Regions from separate parts of the Hordeum vulgare genome. Here region 2 is linked to region 1. Evidence: chromatin contacts called from public Hi-C data. All regions are on one chromosome and are shown on one strand. The core of a region is the stretch at or near the end of the contact, and the rest is flanking DNA. Distances in the headings are between cores, read along the strand shown.

Evidence for each region. Hi-C and Micro-C count contacts between places; a contact is called where the count stands out from the background.
Region 2: a contact with region 1 is called in a Hi-C map of leaf, with 5 times the contacts expected there. The contact joins the promoter of LOC123398234 here to the promoter of LOC123398225 in region 1. A contact is called at or near these places in 4 of 6 Hi-C or Micro-C datasets (leaf and seedling) and 1 of 1 datasets of contacts at active chromatin or transcription factors (embryo).

What each region holds. Positions count from the first base shown.
Region 1 is chr5H:447,037,112-447,040,852 of MorexV3_pseudomolecules_assembly, forward strand. It overlaps LOC123398225 (sugar transport protein 7), which reads right to left and starts at 1,949. Exons shown (of 4, transcript XM_045092721.1): 1 at 1,526-1,949. The coding sequence starts at 1,670.
Region 2 is chr5H:447,176,905-447,180,433 of MorexV3_pseudomolecules_assembly, forward strand. LOC123398234 (ATP-dependent 6-phosphofructokinase 5, chloroplastic-like) reads left to right here and starts at 2,077. Exons shown (of 14, transcript XM_045092728.1): 1 at 2,077-2,293; 2 at 3,175-3,508. The coding sequence starts at 3,198.

The DNA of each region.
Region 1 (3,741 bases), core at 699-3,198:
AGTTCTAAGAAGTTTTAGAGAGTTAGAGTGCATCCGTTGCACCACAAAAGCTGGACGTATTTCAAATTTGACCATCATCAAAGGAACAAAGGAAAATAAATCAGATTATGAATAGTTGCTAATTCAAACCGAGTTGTGAATTGGGCCCGATAACACTACCAAAACTGTTGTTTTTTAACTATTTTTAGGCTAATTTAAAATTTTGACTTGAAACATGTTAATTGTGAAATTCGGCCCCACAAGTTGCACCAAACAATTCAGACCTCTTTTGCTTTAGAGGAATTTCATATGAATTCCATAGTATAGGATTTTTTTCTTTGGAGTAATTTCGTTCATAGAAATGAATTCATATTCCTACATAGTATTGGTTCCAATCTTTCAAAGGAAAATAAATATTAGCATGGACTCAGTGAAAAAATTCCTATGATGTGAACCAAATGACATCTTTTTTTCTTCCTATCTATTTTCTAGTACGATTTAAGATACATGTCTTCTCCGGAGTCGTGACGCCAGTCTCATTGTGTAATGAATCCCATCCCAGTTATTTCTGCAAGGCTTTCAGCTGACAACTGGGACCCCTGTTGTCATCCCCCCCTCCTCCTCTTTCTTCTGCTAAGAAAATGACGTCTTATCCCGGGTTGCAGGTCAAACCCTCGTTCATGAGCACGCAAAAACTTGTAGATGACGATACCCCGCCGCATTGATCTATCCATCCAGGAGAAACGCCAAGCGGAAACAGACAGCCGCACGGTGGTGATATCACTCAACAGCCTGAATTGAAAGCCGATAAGCTTGGCCGAGCGCCGAACACGACTCTGAAACTTGCGGCCTCTCGTCGCGTGTCGGCTTCTCCACTGCATTTCAGTCGTTCTAAAGCCAAGTTCACCACCCCCGCACACGATGATCGGGTCGGCCCATCCGCCCACCGCCCACTGACGCGGATGATTGGATGAATGATTGACTGGCCTCGTCGCGTCGGAGTCGGAGATGGGAAAAAGATGAACCGTCGTGTTCGTTTGATGCACCGCTGAGTGTCTGAATCCGTCCTGCAGTCGCCGGTCCTACTGCTTGGTTTTGACATGGGAGCTGTGTTCGTTTCCATGCCCATGTGTGATGCCGGCGTGGCAAGGTGTGGTGGGGGGCAGGCAGACATGCCACGATCTGCTAGCGACCTAGGGCGAGGGACCGACGGCGACGGAACGGCTGGCGCACCGCCGGGCCGGCACTAGCTCCAAATCAAGGAGGGGCCACGGCCACGGCTAGGACGGGTCCGGCTAGAAGAAGCGTACGGATAACATGATGTGATGTTCATGGAGCAGGACAAGCTCTTCTTCCCGTGGTCCATGGCTGAGAAGCAGCCACACCACGCACACGGAGACGCAATCGCACAAACATGGTGGCATGCACGCACGCGCGCCAGCAGAGCACCGACGAGAGGAGATGAAGAAGGAGAAGAAGAAGACAAGATGGTGGGTGGAAGGAATGAGTGCTGGGGTAGGTGTGGGGGAGTGTGAGCAGGAGTTACCGGAGATCCCGATGTCGTAGCCGAAGATGGAGCCCCCGACGGCGGCGACGAGGCAGGCCATGGCGACGGCCAGCGTCATGCGCCCCTTGTACTCGGCCGCCCTCTCCTTCTTCACGCCCAGCGCGGCCACCCCGCCGCCCGCCATCCTCCCTCCGAGAGCTCGAGCAAGGGCCGAGGCCGAGGCCGAGGCAAGGGGGAGGAGGAGAGCTCGGCACGAAGAAGCAATGCTTCAACCAACTACGACTCCACGGCCATATATAGATGTGAGATGTCTCTCTCCCCCCGTGTATCTGTATGCCCTTGGCCTTGGCCTTGCTCCCCTCTCCTCTCCTTGTCCGGGATGTGAGGCTCTATGACTATGATTAGTGAGGGAGCGGGCTGGCGGCGATTTCTTGCAGGATGTTAAGGCCGGAGCATGCTGTGCGTGCGTTGGAGACGATAAGCAGCCCCGGGCGTTGACGTTGACCCCTATCCTGAGGGCGGGGGGCTGCGGTGCGGGCCCGCTGTCAGTCACCCGGGTGCAGCTCGGCGGCCGACGTCTGCAGGCAGATAGATACACATGTCACTGTGTGTGCCTCCACCCGTAGACGAGCCCCAGATAAAATCTACCCGGGGCTCCAACTGCATAATAAATTGGTAAGATATACACCCAGCCAAGTGGGTAATTTGTTGACTTGGAGTGATCTCTCGGCAAATTAAATCGCTTCTTGTATAAAATTTACAGTTGGTTGGTTGCTCACTGCAGTACGTGTACAGCGGCGATCGGGCTGGCAGTCGTGGAGTTTTGCCAGTGATGCCACGTTTCGGGATGGCTTGGGCTTGCCCGAGTCAAATCCATGCGTGTCAGCGTGCGGCCGCGGTGCATACGTGCGCTGCGCAGGGTGCAAGCTGTAGCGTGTGGACCATAGGTTTTGTTCAGTGTACTACCATTCGTATACGCACATACTCCTACGTACGCAGTATAACCAATCACGCACGTACGTACTCCACTCCGGCCATGAAATACAAATACTGACTGGCCTGAACCTTTTTGTTCTCCCTTGCCTGTAGTGCGCGGGCAGACCATGCAACCCTTGGACGAGCGATGCGTGTAACGGCGCGGGCCAGCCAGCTTTCGGCCGCATGCGCGCCTTCCATTTCGACGATTCGAGGCAGGCAGACGATCTCCATTTCGCCTTTTGTTAGCTCTGCGTGTTGCATACGTAGCGCTGATGGATTTACTGTCTGATGACGATGACGATGACGGGTGCTTGGCAGTTTCACACGCAAAACATGGACAACGCTCACTGGAAAATTGATGGGAGAGGGGAAAAGCATGGGCAAATGCACAAAAGCTATGTCATACGCTGAAGCAACAGTTAAGCCTCTTGGCCGTTGACCCGTCTCCTCCGCACTTCTCTGTCCCAAACCTCATATGAATTTCCACCGGTTGATTGGTTGCTTTGTTTAGAGCATTTGCAGCCGGCACCCCGAACCCTACTAGGACGCCCGTTCATTGATGACAAAAAGACGATTGAGATGAGCTTCTCAAAGGGTTCTTAAACGTTTAGATTGACCGTGATCCCAAACCTCATACTCCCTCTATTCATATATATATATATATATATATATAGGGCCTAATGTGTTTTTCGAAGCTAATTTTGATCATTTGTTAGAGCAATAATATATGACATGCAAGTTACACAAAGCATGTCTTCAAATTCGTATATGAAAGGAGTTTTCAACGATATAATTTTCACATTATACATTTCATATATTATTAATCTTATCAATAGTCAAAGGCAATCTCGAAAAATGCATTAGGCCCTATATATGTGGATGGAGGGAGTATGAATTTTCACCGGTTGATTGGTTGCTTGGTTTACAACATCTACAGCCGGAACCCCGAACCCTACTAGGACGCCCGTTCATTGATGACAAAGAGGCGATTGAGATGAGCTTCTCAAATGGGTCTTAAACGTTTGGATTGACCGTCATCTTTCATATTCAATCTAAATATGGGATGAAAATAGACGCATTCGGACGCGTATGTCACATCAATCTGATGATGGGGTCCCACGAGGAATCCTACGGTGGGGGTGTAAACGTCACATGTTGTTGCCTTGCCTCGCCGCTCGAGGCCAAATACGGCTATTTAAGCCGAAAGTCGTCTCGCAACCCTACCCACATCCACGTCCCGTTCTCCGCGCCGTCAGCTCGAGCCCATCCACCCATGT
Region 2 (3,529 bases), core at 827-3,326, 140 kb after region 1:
AATGGGACAGGGGCTGTCCATCGTCAATTTCAAAGTGATTGGTTCACAAACCATTTCTGGTTGGAATATTCTACTCTAAAAAACTGTGCCTACCGCTTGCCTTGTTTTCTGTTTTTGAAGAAGCCAATTTGGAAAGTGTGGTTCAGACACTTTCATAGTCAAAGGATTTGATAAGTGGAAAAAGGTTAACAATGGAAAATAATGTGCTTTCCTCACACGTATGGGTAGTAATCCCAAGTCAACTCACAATTTTGCAGTTCAGTGTTATGAAAAACTGAAAAATAAAATAAATCATGTTGATGCGGTTATTAGAAAGCAAACTAAGAAGATGGTTCTTAATGCAAGACTAAGGCTAAAGACTTCCATTGATGCCATGAGGTAAGCAAGAATGATTTAATTCGAAACATTTATAATTTTTGAATACTTGGTGTCTAATAATTATTCTATGTTGATTGCATTAGGTGGTTAATGTTCCAAGCATGTCCCTTTAGAGGTTGTAGTTCTTCGATTTGCAAACATAGAAGGGGTGATAAGAGAACATTTTCTTGATCTTATTCATGTTAGAGACACTAGTGCTTTGACTCTCAAGAACACAATTATTGCCATCCTAGTTGATAATGGGTTGGATGTGAAAGATATTAGAGGCCAAGTATACGACGGGGCTAGCAATACGAGGGGAGAGTGGAATGGGCTAAAAACTCTAATTCTCAAAGAGTTCCGATATGCATACTATATTCATTGTCTAGCCCATCAACTCCAATTAGCTCTTGTTGCTTCTTCAAGGGAGGTACATGAGGTCCATTTTTTTAGCATGCCGATTTTATAGTAAATACAGTTAGTGCATCTCCCAAACGCAATGATGAGCTGCTAGAAAACCAGGCAACTGAAATTGCTAGAGAGATTGAATTGGGAGAGCTTGACATAGGAGGAGGGGCCAATGAAATAGGATCTTTGCAAACATAAAGGGTTGTGGATGTCCTATTGCTGCATGAACTGAACCAATGCTGTTTTGCAAGTAATTTCCTTTTTGTGGCATCAACACGAGGATGGGATACATAATTGAGAACATCATGTGTTCATAATATATTTTGTGGTAGCAACTCAACCAAGGATGCTTATGGCAAGTTTAATCGCAATATAAATCATTTGGTTTGGAAACACACCTGTTAAAAAATAGTTTGTTATTTTTTTCTTAAAATCTTCAACCTACTATGTGAAGCAGTTCTCCTTTGTATTATATCTGAGATCCATCTGGTTTATATCTGATTTAGTGATATAGAAATCAAAATTGATTTTTGATTTATTCACTCTTTTGTAAGCATTTATCTTTAGATGACACATTTTATTGTTCTGGTGTTCCGTTTTACTATGGGGTTTGATTTTATCAACCTAATTCAGTCTTTCTTTTGCAAATTATTTACAAAAGAAAATGGTTAGGGATGAAGAGTTGAAGGACTGAAGCCAAATGTTCCTAATCAGGAATATGACCGGCTCAATTCCTTTGAAACAAGGCCAACGCTATGTGCCAATATTAAATATTGCAACCATGTTTACTTGGTCCAATATCGTATAGCAATGTATGCTTCATGCATGCACTTTTTATCATTCATTTTTATTATTCAAAATCTCTATATGATCATCATAGATGTTGCTATTACATGGATTTATTAGTATTTTTCATGTGTTGTATGGATGTTATTTAATCTTAATATGAAAACAGAATTTAATACCCACACAAATTTTATAAGATGCTTTGATATATGAAAACAGAATTTAATACCCACACAAATTTTATAAGATGCTTTGATCGGCACGTGCATGGTTACTAGTAAGCCCGCTATAGACGACACGGTCAGCCCGGTGGCATTTTGCAGGCCCGTTATGCGGGGCGGCTTGGATCGCACCCCGCATGCAACCTTAGGTATTATCCAAGTGAACTTGTGCTGGCCGAGAAATACTGACCATTTTTGCGACGTGCTGATCGAACGGCTGGTGCCACTCGAAAAATGTCTCGTGGACCAGTCCCCGAGAGAAACGCCCCCAATCCAGTGCCCGAACCCGTGTACCGGTCAATACACCAAGCCCACCGAGGCACCTCTTCGCCACCTGGCAGACCGGCCTCCTCCCCCGCCGCCCGCTCCCCTCCGATTCTCCGCCGCGCCGCGCCCGAATCAATCCATCGGTGAAGCGTGGAGCGGCTCGAAAAGTCCAACCCCCCGGAGGCCGGAGGAGAGGCGCCTGAGCAACACCGCGACCCCCCGATTCATCTCGCCGTCGCAATCCGTGGCCACAGGTAAGCCGCCGCTCATCTCCAAATCCCCACCCCGCGCGCCTCCACCCGGTGGATCCCCAGCTCCGCTCGTGAGGAGACGATCGCGGCGGTCTCATTTTGCCATCGACGGGGGGCCATTTGGCCCCGCCATCGGCGGCGTGTGCGCTGGATGGCTCGGCCGGCTAGAAATGTTTGGGAAGGCACCGGAGTTTGAAGGGGGAGCTCGGAGTCTCGATTGGAAGGCCGTTTTGGTTTGGCCATCGGGAATCTATCCGATTTGATTCGTGCTTCGCTGTTTCCGAGCGCGTAATGCGCGCAGAGCGGGTGTGATATCTTAGGATGCTGTCTCATTTGTGGTGTTCAAACTGTTCATAGGTGTTTTGAACTTTTGATGGTGTTCGGCGGTACCGTAGAATCTGACTCAATGTACCTTCGTCGCATGTGTGGGTTGTGAGCTGCAAAGGCACGTGCGTAGTTGGTTGGAAATTTGCGTGTTGATGTCCGTGTAAATTAATTTGTTGTGGGGGAGGGCATCGTGAGAAATGCTTACCTTCTTGCTGCTGCCTGGTTCGGTTTTAATGCGCCGTGCTTGACTGCCTGTATTGTTGGAGTAGATGATCATGAGCAGGCGGCTTTTATGATGTGCTTTGTAGGTTTTTCTGGTTCAGTCTCTGTGAGCTGGTTGACTAGAGTTTGCTGCTTCCTAGAGTTGGAACTTGGAACTGGCCCTGTAATGTTGAATTCACTTTTAAATGATTTTATGGATCTGTGATTATTTTTCTATGGAATTGTCTCAATATTTCGATTCCACTTCATTCTTCAGGTTATTTTTAGCTCTCCTTTTTTTTTACTTTTGCTTCATGAGGGATGAATTATTCAGCATACATAAATTTCTACTGCAGATTAGGGGTCCACTGTTATTTTCATGCCCTTATCTGGGATGGCCGTTGCTTTCAAAGCAAGCACGAGTGCTTGTACTGCACAACAACTGTGGGGGCATCCAACCAGGGATCAGTGTCAGTATGGTTTCACTCACTTAAATGAGAGGAAGAGCAGAAAGGGCTCTGCTGCACTGCATGCCAGAGCTATTTCCGGGAAGTTAGACTTGGATTTCGGTGATCCTTCTTGGAAGCAAAAGTATCAGGAAGACTGGGATAGGCGTTTTAGTTTGCCACATATTACAGATATATTTGATTTAGAGCCAAGGCTCACAACATTTTCTCTGAAGAAAAACAGGTTCCTTCCTCATCCGCTTCA